2 separate regions of the Rattus norvegicus genome follow, and region 2 is linked to region 1. A link is a contact called in public Hi-C data. All regions are on one chromosome and are shown on one strand. Each heading gives the region's core, a stretch centred on a gene start, on an enhancer-like site or on the middle of the called end of the contact. The rest is flanking DNA. Distances are from core to core; before and after follow the strand shown.

Region 1 (7,060 bases), core at 2,851-5,350:
CCTTGAAGAGGAACGAACCGCATGTGGCTGAGGACTCTGCACTGTCTCTGCCCTCGCCTGGAGTCCCAATTCCCACCCAGGCAACCTCTGCCTTTATGCTCCCGGCTCTCAAATTCTCCTGCCTCATCCTTATGTGTAATCCATTCCTGTAAAATGTCATTGGAACTTCCTCGTACTGCCTTTTCTAAGCCCATTAGCTTCATTAAAGCTGCCCTATCTTCCACCCTTCTCTCCTTTAGTGTAATACATACATGAGCATATTCTACTGGATGCAGAGCTCTCTATGCTAGCAGAGCCTTTCTCCTAAGTGCAGAAGCCTCTGGAATAGCTTCTGCATTTCTCGTCTCTTCTGTCTGTGTTCCCACAGAAACAAAATTTGATGACATCCACAGGGTAACACTGAGCTCCTCCAGCACGCTTCATTGTCTGGCCCATCCATGCTCCTAATGTTATTAGACAGAGGTCTGGAGTTGCAACCTGACCAGGAGAACAGGGATCTGGCTGAAGCTAGGTTGGCACAGAAGCACACTGCATTTTCTGAGACATGGCGTTACCATTGAAAGGTTTTAAGAGGGAGTGTATGAAACCAGAAAGAGTACCAAGTGCCTACCCTGCCTTAGCCCGAAGCCACTGATTAGGGTGCTAAGAAACCCCAGGAGTGTTAAACGTTCCCATTTGCATCAGCATAGCACAAGATTGAAGGGATGCTCACCGGGTCATGTGGTTGGCACAGAGTAAACAGGTGATTGACATGTTGATAGACAATAAACAATAGCATTAATTCAGTGTGCGCTAATTAACATTCTCTCTACTAGTCTTGAATCTTCTTTAGCCCAACCCTGGGAGGTAGTGCTGCTTTTAACCCCATTTTAAAGACAAAGAAACGGAGTCCCAGATCGGTTGTCCCATATCCAGCAAGTGCTGGCTGCGAGCTCTAAAACCAAGTCGATCTGACTGTACAGTTTCCCTTGTCACAATTAGCCCCAGGAGCATTGGCTGACATTGGCAGCCTAGTTCTAACTGGGATCACCAAAGCCCCATAGAGCAAGCGGTTGTGAGATTTAGCCAAAAACAAAACAATACCCCAACTAAATTCAAATTTTGGATAATGAACAACTCTTGAAACACATCCCATGCAATATTTACTAATAATTATGCTAAAATATCCATTTCTTTATATGGCACATAGACTTAGCCGAAGTCTCCTATTTAACTTGAGACCTCTAATGTGGCACCACTCCCTTAAAAACCCAGCCAGCTAGTGAAGGTTAGAAACTATCACAGGAGTGATGATTGAATTCACCCAAGCCAGCTGGTCTCCTAATTAGCACCCAGAGGATCTGTGCTGGTCGTTCGGTTGTTTGGTTGTTCGGTTGTTTGGTTGTTTGGTTGTTTGGTTGGTGTTGTATCTTTTGACACAACATTTAGAAAATGTCTCCACCATCCTGTGGGGCTTTTTTTTTTTTTTTTTTTAGATTTTATTTTATTGTATATGAGTACACTGTAGCTGCCTTCAGACACACCAGAAGAGGGCATCAGATCTTATTACAGATGGTTGTGAGCCACCATGTGGTTGCTGGGATTTGAACTCAGGACCGCAGGAAGAGCAGTCGGTGCTCTTAACCACTGAGCCATCTCTCCAGCCCCCGGGGCTTTTTTTTTAATTGATGTGGGAGGGCCCAGCCTACTGTGAGTAGTGTCACCCCTGGACGGGTGGTCCTAAATTGTATAAAAAAGCAAGTTAAGAAAGCCAGAAGGAACAAGCCAGTAAGTAGTGCTCCTTGGTGGCTTCCGCTTCAGTTCCTGCCTCTAGGTTCCTGCCCTGCCTGACTTCCCTCAATGGACTGATCCCAGATATGCAAACTGAATAAACCTCTCTCAGCCCCAAGCTGTTTCTGGTCATAATCTTTAACATCACAGCAATAGAAATTGAATAAGACAGGACCGTCTCACTGGGAACTGAATGTACCCCCGGGGTAGGCTGGAGCTGGACAGTCATGACCCGGATGTGAGCTAAAAACAACTGGTGTATCAGTTATACTGCTCTCGGGTGGCAGCTCTTCAAGTCTCAGCTGCAATTCAGTGTCACATCCTCCTCTGCCAGAGGCAGGAAACCCCTTCCTGCTCCCATCCTGACATCTATTTTAAACAAAGAAACTAAGGATCTCCCTCATCTGGGCAACCAGAAGGGGGAAATGGCAGTTACATAGCCACACACACACACACACACACACACACACACACACAAACCTGGATGCCAGAACAAGTTCACACTGGTAAACACCAGCCCTGGCCAATGCATTCATTTTTCAAGTGTGAGCATGTTTTGAAGTCTAGATGCCATTTCAAAATGAGAATGTGAGAGAGCAGCAAATGGGCTTTTCTGATGCTAAATTCTTTTCCTCCCTTCCTGCTCTACAAAGAAGCAAATGTCACCATTTCCATCTCACCTTCTGTGAGAGTTGGTATCATGTTTTGACCAGTCAGAAAGTTCCTTAGGCATTTCTGAAGCCAAACTCCATGACCTCTCCTACCTGGTTCCCATCTCTAAGCTATCAGTGTAACACACACACACACACACACACACACACACACATACACACACACACTCACACATATAAGCATGCTCACATACATGCACACACTCAAACACACACAGAGAGCAAAACCTGCTTTTTGAACATCTTAACAACCCATCAGTCTAACCCCAGCTTCCTCCAGACAAGCCACAAGCCCCAGGCTACCCCACACATGGACGATCGCCACCCCCTCTACGCGCCTCCTCCTGTAATCGCCTGGTTTAGCCAGTCTGAGCTCTAGGGATCAGAGAAGGGGTTTAGAGACTTGGATAACCCCGAGGACAGTTACTGTAGCTCTTCTCTACTCTGGGACAAGCGAGTCTCACAGAGAAAGCCTTCCTTCCCTCACAAAAAGGAGCCAAGTACAGAATGCCTGGGATGGTGTTTCAAGTGTATCTAATAAAATGTAATTTATGTTTTCATATCTGGATCCTGTGAGCAATGGGTATAAATGCCTATTGTTTGTCCATTACAGAAGAAAAGCTCCATTCGTGGAAGTGGCAGGAGTCAGGTCTTTCACATTTCATGGTTGCAGTACTAGCTAATGATTGAGAGCCTCCTGACACCAGGCACTGTGCTAACCGCTCACACACCCTGTTTTGCTCGCTGCTCAGACATCCCACCATGTCCGGTCCGGAAGCAGAGGAATGCCCAGCTGAAGAGCAGGGGCTGCTAGGATCTTGACTCCAAGATCAAACCTGAGATGTCTCGACATTTGTCCACGCGCCGGCATGGCCATGCTCCTGGTTTCTCCTCACTTTAGATACTGCTGGCCTCTGTTCTCCCACAGAAAACTGAGACCATGTTGAGAATCAGGAAAAGAATTATAAAGTCAAAGCAATTGTTACCTTGACGTTTCCAACAATCTATAGAAGGTATGCGCGTGGTGAAAGGCCAACACTAATAACATTTCATCTTGATAGGGCTCTTTTTCATCAAGTCTTTTGCCAATGAAGGAAACATTCCATTTAAGCATGGGGGAAAACATGTTACACACACACACACACACACACACACACACACACACCTGGCAGACACTGATAGAACCAGTCTGAGACACCACTAAATGAGTGTGTTGGACAAACTAAATGCTAAGCCAATGCCATTCTGCTGCTGGGGAACTGTAAAGAACACCTATCCTCCCCTTATATACTCCACAGTATATGTTGACTTGAATGTGTTTCTCAAGACTTTGTGTTGAAATGTCATCACCTCTGTGCAGGGTAGACTTAACAGGTAGAATCATGATCCAGCAGAGGTGGCAGGAGTTAGTGGAGAGTAGGGGTCTTTGGAAGGTATTTAGGACTAATAGGATCACTGAAAATGAGCGTCAATGAACTAAGCCTGCAGCTCTCTCTCTCTCTCTCTCTCTCTCTCTCTCTCACACACACACACACACACACACACACACACACACACACACACACACACACACACACACAAAGAGTCAGGTCCACTGACTTAGTAGGGATTTGCCAGCAATGTGTCCATCATTAGTTGCCACCCCCCTTGACTATGGACCTTAGAACCTTGAGCCAAAATAAACTTCTTTCTCAAATGTATCCAGTGAGGTGTGTTACTGACAACAGAAAATGGGCTGATTCAGCAAGTGAAATTTAATAGATTTTTTTCAGTTACTAGAAGGTTTAATTGAGTAATTCTTCAACGAAGCATGCCCCCAGGCATGGCATTAGACCCATGATGAGGCAGTGCCAGCCAGATCATTAACAATACAATCCATTGGAAAATTCTACATTCTGTGTCTTTCATTCTCTTTCTTTCTCTATTTTATTCTCCCTTTCTTCTTTTTTTATTTCCTTTTTTCTTCTTTTCATCTGTATGCATGCATAATGTATATCCAAGTGTGCTTGCCTTTTGTGTGTGTGTTTCTGTGGTGTGTATGTGTGTGTGTGTGTGTGTGTGTGTGTGTTCATGGGGGGGGACACATGGGTGCACATGCATGTTTGTGAATCTGGGGCTGGAGGTTGATGTCAGGAATCTCCTTTGATCATTTTCCACCTCTCTCTTTCTGAGGTAGGCCCTCTAGATCAAACCCAGAGCTCACCAATACAGCCAGTCTACCTAGCTAGCCTGTTCTGAGGTTCTAAGGAGCCACCCTCCAGTGCTCCTGCTTGCTTGCATGGCAAGCATTTTAACCTCTGAGCCATCTCCCCAGCCCTTCAGACAGTACTTTCAAATGAGAAAGAGCTGGGAATCAGTTTTCTTGTTGCTGTGTGAACCTGTTGGTTCACTTAAGTCTAGGCACACAGCCAGGTCTTCCCCCCCAATTCCCTAATCTTTGGTAGAGTTTACTGCCCTGCATCTGGAATCAAGGTCTCCCACCCTCTCTATCAGCTGGCACTGCCTTAGCTCCTAGAGACCAATCACACCCCTTGCATCATAGTCCCCACCTCAAAGCCACAAATGACTTGGCAATTTTTTTCTTTTGTTTCAAATCTCCTTGGAAGATTCTGCTTTTAAAGGGCTCACCTGATTAGGTCAAGGCATCAAGACAGTTCTCCCTTTACTGATATCTGTACAAATGCATGGAGAAATATATAATTCATCAAGTTTAAGAAAGGTTTTGTAATGTTATAATGTTGTTACACTGAAAATATTCTAATAAATCAATAGAATTTGATACATTGTGTGTGTGCATTTTGAATAAAATTTGCTATATCAGTCAAACTACGTAATAAAAAAAGAGATGATGCATAATTTAAAACAAGGGCCAAGACTTAGCAAATGGACCAGATCAAACATCAATGATAAGGAGAAATAGGTTATTTTGATGGATTCTATTTTATAAAGTTATATTAAGCAAAATCCAAGCCAACTTTGAACGAAACCCTTCCTAAGAGACAATGAAAGCCTGGTTGGCAATCCTCCAACACACCCTAGAGAAAGACATTATGACCAAGAATATTGAGGAAATGTTCAGCAATACCCATAGATCTCCTATAGATCAGAAAATTGAGCATTTTCAAGGTCACAAGGACAGTCAGAGCAAAATCAAGACATAAATCCCCATACTGTTTATTGGACTTAAAATTATCCTTGTTTTTCCAAGCAAAGGATCAATAGATACAAAGCAGAAAAGCCAATCAATCCTTTTTATTTACGCATTGGCCCTGGAACAAATATTAGTGAGTATTGTTCCGTCCTCACCTCTCCAAGCTGGGAAGGTCATTACAGAGAGAATGACCGTATTTGGGCTCAGAAAAAGTGAGGGAGGAGGGGCACGAGATGGCAGTGTCATCATGGCAGGAACAGGGTGACCACCATCGGACTTGCACAAGACTGAGGGATCTCCTGGAACAGGAAGCTTCGAGCACAGGAGGAGTGAATTGTGACTAACTTCTTTGAGCCTCAGTTTTCTCACCCTTTAAATGGGGTATCAATGATGCTTGTTCCCATGTGACACGATGTCCTCGAGTCACTAGCCAGTGACTTCGAAAGCATCAGCTACTGTGTTACTACACATCTTTGCCACATCCAGTATTGTTTTCTGAGAGCGTTTACCCAGAATGTCACCTTTAAATCTAACAATGGGCACATTTTGAAGCTTATTATGATATGATTATCCTGTGTGCACCGAAGTGTGGATTCTGAGTGATGTGTAATCCCAGAGCATCTAATAATGAAAAGTACCTTTGTCTAGCCAAGGGGAGCAGCATGGGGCACGCCTTTAAGCCCAGCTATCTGGAGGCAGAGGCAGGCAGGTCTCTATGAGTTTGAGACCAGCTTAATCTACAGAGTCAGTTCCAGGACAGTTCCAGGGCTATGTAGAGAGACTGTCTCAAAAAATAAATTAACAACAAGAAAAGTGCTTTTGTCCATTTCCCCCCAAAGCTTTATTCACATTCAACCAATTTTTCTGCCTCAAATGTATTAATGTAGCTTTGGTATAGAAACACAGAAGAATGATCTGTTGTATTTGAAAATTAGACATGTTTCCCTAAATATTGTATCTATTAAAAAAGACCCAGATGTGGCAGTACATACCTTAAATCCCAGTATCAACCCCAGGGGCCAGGCCAGGTCATATAGGGCTACGTAGTGATTCTCTGTCTCAAAAAAAAAAGTTAAAGATGTCATTTTTTGTAATTTATATACTAGCTGTCTGTCGTCCTTCGAAAGACAACTTCAGAGTAAAAAATAGCCTAAGACAGAAATAATCAAGAAAGAAATGTCTGTTTTTTGTTTGGTTGATTGGTTCATTTGTTTGCTTGTATGTTTTGAGACAGGGTCTCTCCATGTAGTCCTAAACTATCCTGGAATTGATTCTGTAGACCAGGCAGACTGAACAGAGCTCTGCCTGCTTCTGCCTCCCAAGTGCTAATGTTGAAAGCATGTGCTCCCATGAGAAACATTGTTAATATTCGAAGACCAGAGCATTAGTAGGGAAACAGGGTGAGCTGAGATGTCATCAGCTTCAGCTCTGAGCTTCCTACAACAAAAGTAAAATTAGAAACAGACTT
Region 2 (6,919 bases), core at 3,720-6,219, 200 kb before region 1:
GGAGCCTTGCAGTTTCTGCTGGATCGAGTGTCCTCTACTGATTCATGTTTGGTGTTTGCTATTGGACTGGACTGCTGGTTATTTTGACAACAATGAGTGGAATTGCCCATTCCAAAGAACTACTACTAAACAGGTCCACAACCCCCTTTTCTTATTAACCTTCTTTCTTCTCCCCCATCTCTGGTCAGTGACTTAGAAGCAAGGTTGAAGAGTTTAAGAACACTAAATAAAGGTTTGGGGGAAAGTCTAAGCCAACAATCAATGTATCGAGGACTGGTACCAGAATTAGATGTCAGTTTCCTCAAAATGTTGAGGTCAAACACACTTGCTTCCCTCGAGTTCTATCATGTGGTGGGATTCATGTTCAGACCATGACCTTTGTTTTCCCTAGTGTTTCTATGGCCTTTCATTTCTGGTTTCATTGCACTTTGTCTTGACTCTTAAACTCCCAACCATGCTTTGTATTAGATCAAGACCTGGCTCTGGCTTAGACTCCTGTTTACCTGTCAGGCAGCTAGGCCTGCTCTATAGGCTGTGCTTGACCTCCCTTCACTGCTACACTGGGTGATATGCTCTGACCTGGGGGCCCATGCTTTCCTCTTAGTTGGGTTTTCTTACTGACCTAACAGTAGGTGATGGATAAGGCAAGCCTGAGTATATAGACTGTCTTTATTTTCTCTCACCTCAGGGGGAGTCAAGGCATTCAACTCACCTCCTGAGAACCCTGACGGCAGTGCTGACATCCAGACCTGCGTTCCTTTGAGGGTGGTTCTTCTACTCCCCACTTTATCCCAGGCATCCTGGAATGCCTTGATCTGTATAGAAGCCTTTATCAATACGTGAGTTCTATACAGCCTCGCTCACACTCTGAAGAACATGTTCACCCCTCCTAGGACATGCCTCCTATCACACACAGACCATTTGAGGCAGCCTCCTCTCCCAGTCTCTTCCTGGAATCCCTGCTTCTTAGGTGTTGGATACTTGGGGTAATCAACATTTTTCTCATAAGTTCTTCTCTTCTCTGTGGTTTGGGTAGCGTCCAACTTAATTTCCAGTTCTTCTACGGACATCTTATAATTCTGCAGTCATGTCTGCAAACCCCTGGAAACTCATTCTCTTCTAAGTGTGCTTTTTTACATAACTCTATTTTGTGCATTTGGTATGTCCTCAAAATTCTGTGTTCCATCTACACATTCTCCTGAGGCTCCCTTTGTGCTTCTAGAGGCTTTTCTTTTCTTTCTTTCTTTTTTTACTTTTTCCATTGCTTTCCTCCACCCACTTTAATGCTGCTAGTATAAAGTGCATCACAAGAACATTTAGGTTTTGCTCTTTGGCCCTCCTTACCTCTCTAAGACCCCTTGTTTGGCCATCTCCTATTCCGTGAGTATCAGCCATTGGCTACCCACACTTCTGCCGGCTCCCATTACATCATGGCTACCACCCCAGATTCTCATAAAGTTGAAGATCACCAGAGAGAACCTAGAAGTTCATCCGGCATCAGTCAGACTGATATATAAAATTAAGTGTAGTAGGACTTAGAGGTACTACCCACAGGGTGCAGAGACTCAAGGGTCAGATCTCGAAGCTCAACCATGGTCCTGGGGGCAACAAGACAACAAAACCCAAGCTGCATGCCCAGAAGCTTCCAGAAAGTCCTGCTCTACAGTGGCCAGGAGCTAGAGGCAGTCTTGATGTGCAGTGAAGCTTTGCTGATACCAGTCACACTTCCTCCAGGACCCACCAAGCCATCATGGGAAGGGCAGCCTAGCTGGCCATCAGTCACTAATGCCTGTGGCAACAAACAAACTGAAGAGATGGCTCTTGGTAGAACATGTACAGAATACTCTCCTCCTGCAGCCACTCTTAGTAAAATGATAGGGGTTTTCTCTGTTAACCACTCATAGCTAAACTTTGCATAGAACGGGGAAGGATGGTGACATTTGGCATTCACAGATTCTGACTCCTCATTCCCAGTCCTCTCTTATGTTATCATGTCTGGTGTCAGGGAGGGTAGTTAGAGAGCAGACGATCTTCTTCCTTTGACCAGGCTGCAGCTATTCAGGGGCAAAGGGAAAACATCTTTCCAAGACGTTTCTATGACCTCCCCAACTGTGGGCAGGTGTGTTAGGAAGGGGTGGGGGAAGCACTATACCTTTCCACATAGGCCACCTTGTATTGAGTTCACTTTGCATCCCCACACTATCCCACAAAAGAGTTCTGCTCTTAGGCCTTACCATGACTGGCTGTAGCCTAGGTTTCACCAGGGCAGGCCTTGCTCTCACCTGTTGCCTGAAAGCTCAACACCCCCATTAGAAAAGTCCTAGGTTGAAGACTAGTGATAGTTAACCCAGCCTCAGACATAAAGCTGGCTGAATGTGCTCCATGCAGCATCTACTCCATAGTGAGCACCAAACACATGCTACCCTGTGTGGTGGCATTTGTCCTTGGTGCACAGGCCCTGGAGAGCTAGCTTTGCCCAGGAGTCCTATGGCCAGGCTTCCTCATGGGTAATCTCTAGCCACTAAAGCTCCACCAACCCTACAAGTAACCCCACTTCTCCTCAGCTGGGACTCTTCAGGAGTCCAGTGAGAGAAGAACCAGTGGCTAACAAAATGGCCCCATTCTTCACCAACCCCTGGGCTTGTCAGTATGTACACTAGCCTAGTCAGATCAATGGGAAATGTGGCCTTTACTCACCTCTCTAAAATTAATTTACTCTGCTGCTCCTCCCTCCCAAGGCCTTCCTTACCCAGGGAGAAATAATGGAGCCACTAAAGCTTGCCCACACCAAGCCATGCACCCCTGCACCGGCTGTTGGACTCACAGCTCACATTGCTTTTAAGTTATTTTTAATATTATAACTGGTTTCATGCTAACATTGTCAGGTACACATCGCTTTACCTTGTCATATCTCCCCCCATAATTTCCTATTCCTATTCCTGGGTCCCTTTCCTACCTTGTCATATTTCTCCCCATAATTTCCTATCCCTATTCCTGGGTCCCTTTCCTCCCTCCAAATAGTCCCCTTTCTGCTTCCGTGTGTGTGTGTGTGTGTGTGTGTGTGTGTGTGTGTGTGTGTGTGTGTGTGTAGGTTGATGTCTATATGGAGGTGAAGGCTGCCACAAATTAGGTCAAGGCTCATGATTGGACAGTAAAAGGTAAGGTGGGGACAAAGCTTTTGTAAGGCAGGAGAGAAGGGGAAGGAGAGGGAATTAAGAAGGAGTTAGAGAAGGACGACCCAGATCCGGGTGATCTTCAATGGTCCTAGGTAGTTATGTATATTTCTTAAGGATGGATTTCTATAGGTAGATTTATCTTATCTAGGTGGGCAGTTTATATATCAATTGGCTGTGAGTTTATTGTGTGGGTGTATTGTGGATTGAGAATTTAACATATAAACCTGATCGATAAATTACAGCTTATTGAGTCATGCTTTCACTGGGTAGTTGGGCGTTTATACTTTAACTACCAGGGGGTGGTTGTTGGGAGTGTGGGCAGAGTCCTTGGCAGGGAGCCACAATAGGTCAGCCCCATGCTGGACTTTTAGAGTCCTGATAGCTTGAACCAGAGAGTTCACGGATAGAAGAAAGTCGCCGGGAGAGATACTAACCAGAGATAAATTATGGTGAGTTTCATATGGCCCTCTGGTGCTGGAACTAACTCCAGGGAGCAGCATGGCCAGGTGCCACACTGGAATGTCTTGCAGACCACCCTGATCTGGGGGCATCGTGGGGCCACTGAGATAAAGATACCCCGCAGTGCCATGTGGCCCTATGGGTGCTGTCACTAGCGTGGGATAAAAGGTTGCCATCCTTTTTTTAATAATTACTGCAATATGTGTGTGTGTATTGCACATATACATATACACACCATATACATATATACATATTTCATTTATACATATGGTCATGTTTTTTTAATCTAGATTTCTCTTTTTTTTAAGATTTATTTATTATATATAAGTACACTTGTCACTGTCTTCAGACATACCAGAGGAGGGCATCAGATCTCATTACAGATGGTTGTGAGCCCCCATGTGGTTGCTGGGAATTGAACTCATGACCTCTGGAAGAGCAGTCGGTGCTCTTAACCACTGAGCCATCTCTCCAGCCCCAGATTTCTCATTTTTAAATGGGCTACAAAGTCCATTTTGGTGACTGTCTATTTGGTGGTCTGAAATTACATTCGAGGACTCTGCACTCGCAGAAGCATATCCAATGGCACAGGGCTGCACTCCAGCAAACATTATCCCATTTGGTGTGTCCTGTTTTATCAGCCCTACGAGACAGCTTCAGAGGAACTAAATGCAAGCATACTGGCAAAACTTGGGTTTTCCTCCAGGGAAAAGCCAATGCTGTCCTCAGGTGTGATGAACACTGTTAGAGATGGCACACAGCTCTACCTAACCCCACTTGCCGCCCTTGGCATGAGTCAGGCTACCACGTGCACTCAAGGGAACACTGAGTTGCCTAGGAGTCTGTTTTCTACAGGGCTGTAACAAGTTGCCAAGGCCTAAGTGGCCTGAAGCACACCTGTCTTGCCCTTTCTGTTTCCTACGCTGCCACCCTCCTTGCTTGATGGCCCCTCCATTTGTAGCATCAGCAGTTCCAAATCTTTTTTTGCCCCCATCTGCCCCATCATGAAGATCCATCTCTGCAATCCCTGAACCCATCTGCATCATTTCCCTAACTACTAATCCGAAAGCATTTAACAGAGCATATTCACGGTCTTGAAGAGCCAGGATATGGACACTGTAGAGATCATTCTACCGTCCTGGGTGCAGCAGAGAATCCAAAATGGTCACTTTCCCAGATTCACTCTGATTTAAAAAAACAAACAAAACAAACATTCCGGGCTGGGCACTTCTAAAGGGCATGCTTCAGGTTGAGCCTTCCCTCACTCTGTACTCCAACCTCAGTGGGCTTGCCTCACACTCCAGCAGCCAACAGCTTTCTACTAGCCCCAGACCTCTGCCCTGCCTCCTCCCACAGCTTCCAGTTCTCTGCGTAATCTGTCCTGTGCCTGCCTCTGCTTTCTCATTTGCCTGTCCTTCATTTGCAATAACCAGGGACAACTTTGCCCATTGACCTCCCTCAGCACAAATCCTCCAGAAGCCAGTGTCCGGTACCCAAAGGATGCTCAATCAAGAGCGAACTAAACCAAGTAAGTTAAACAATTAGAACAAAGTCCAGGTTTAGTAATTGACAGATTGTAAAACTCTGAGAAACGTTTATGAAAATGCCTCCCTTTACCCAAGGATGGGGAATCCCACCTCAAAACCTAGTAAAGACTGGTTTTGTCTAGATTATGTAACTGGTTGTGTGACTATGTTTAAACACTGGCGGGACACACACACACTTCACTGTCTCAGCACTGGCAAAGCTGGTCTGCTACGGGCAATAGTTCATAGAAGTAGCAAGGCCTAGTCTACATTTTTTGGCTTTAACTCTGTTTAACTTTTCTGTTATCTAAAATGCTGCCTTTTGCTTACAGAAAGGCCGTTTAGTGCAGTTTATGGCACAAAATCAAATAAATTAATCCATTAAAAAAAGAAAAGGGGAACAGTAGCGTATTAGGTGTTTGCTGCAGCTCGGGAGTAGTGGCAAACCTCCCCACCCCCAAAAACAAAACATGACCTGGTGGCCAGTGGGGAACCCTGGTGGCCAGTGGGGAACCCCGCTGAAGGTGGCATTAAGAGCAAGCACTGCCAGGGCGTGGCTTCACTGCGGCTGTTTCAACTGGTAACAGAAACAAACCGATTCATTCTGTGTCCCCTTCTCTAACGCAAAGCCTCGATAGCTGTCATGAGAATATCACGCCCACTTTGATCATTCCTACTGTGCCCCATTTGAGAAGAGGTGAGACCTACAGATCCGTCCTTCACTTACAAGTGAGTTCAATTTGACCTCATAACCCAATTCAATTAACTCACTTCCCCTCTGAGTACAGTCTGCGCTTGACACAGTATCTGGCCCCTTCTCATTGGTTGCTTTGCTATGACAGAGATCCGAGCTACCCGAGGGTCATACCTGGACTTTAGCAGAATGGTTTGAACTAGTCCGTTTGTCCTCACCTTTGCCCTAACCCCAGCTCAACACCCACGGAGAAGCCTTGTTCTTCCTATGCCTAGTTATGTAATATTACTGATCTGTCCTCTAAAGGCTTCCACGGGGGCTTCAAGGAGTCTGTAAGCAAGCAGCCCTTCTGCCCTTGCAGCTCCAAGGACCTGAGGTGAGCACTGCTTCTTTGTGGACCACCTCATTTATTCTCAGTTCTCAGCTTTGTGAGAAATGCCTTTGGATACCTCAGGACAAATCCAGTACCCCTCCTCAGAGGATCCCTCCTGCATGGCTCTGGCCAGTCTCTCCCTGCCCCTCCCCCACATCTTCCTGTTGAATAAATAAATCATGCCACCCTTCCCGGTACTGAGATGACATCATCCATCTTTCTTGTACTAGAATGCCATCAGCTACCCGATGCAGGAACTCTCGTCCCTGAATATAGCACCCAGGGTGGCCCTGAGCATCTCCTTGGCATCCAAGATCAATGTAGGCACATGCATCTCCCGCATCTCTGTGACTTTTCTAGGTATGGCTGGCAGAAAGCCCAAATAATGCACCAACTGTCCACATCTGTACAGCATTCGAGCATCACATACATTCTTATCGGAGCATCTCTAAGCAGCTGGAGGACAGACATCTCCATCTGACAGATAAAGGACCCAAGACTCAGACATTCCTGACATGGGTAGGTCTTCAAGCCCAAGGCTCTTCCTGCTGAGCCATTCGCTTCCAGCTACAACTGGGAGCCATCCCTCTGTGTTGGAACCACACCCTGCCATCCACCCTAGGCACCCTGCTCTCTTCAATTCCTAGGCACACCCAAGCAGTGAACCTCTGCTTGATTCCGGATATCCAGC

The links. A called contact is a pair of places that touch in the nucleus more often than the background predicts.
Region 2: a Hi-C map of hepatocytes shows a contact between it and region 1, with 2.3 times the contacts expected there. The contact joins two enhancer-like sites. A contact is called at or near these places in 7 of 12 Hi-C or Micro-C datasets (the A7r5 cell line, the Rat2 cell line, Schwann cells and 3 more).

Annotation. Positions count from the first base shown.
Region 1 is chr3:76,845,316-76,852,375 of GRCr8, reverse strand. All of the region lies in intron 2 of LOC102555148 (a long non-coding RNA gene), which reads right to left. Among named protein-coding and RNA genes, the nearest start is that of Dlx2, 68 kb to the right of the region's middle. Within about 2 kb of position 4,100, at least 1 of the 93 cell types and tissues checked has an H3K27ac peak or open chromatin away from gene starts, as enhancers often do. A contact at or near this core is called in hepatocytes, where this site is marked.
Region 2 is chr3:77,044,216-77,051,134 of GRCr8, reverse strand. The region is part of intron 1 of Itga6 (integrin subunit alpha 6); the gene reads right to left. Among named protein-coding and RNA genes, the nearest start is that of Itga6, 22 kb to the right of the region's middle. Within about 2 kb of position 4,969, at least 2 of the 93 cell types and tissues checked have an H3K27ac peak or open chromatin away from gene starts, as enhancers often do. A contact at or near this core is called in hepatocytes, where this site is marked.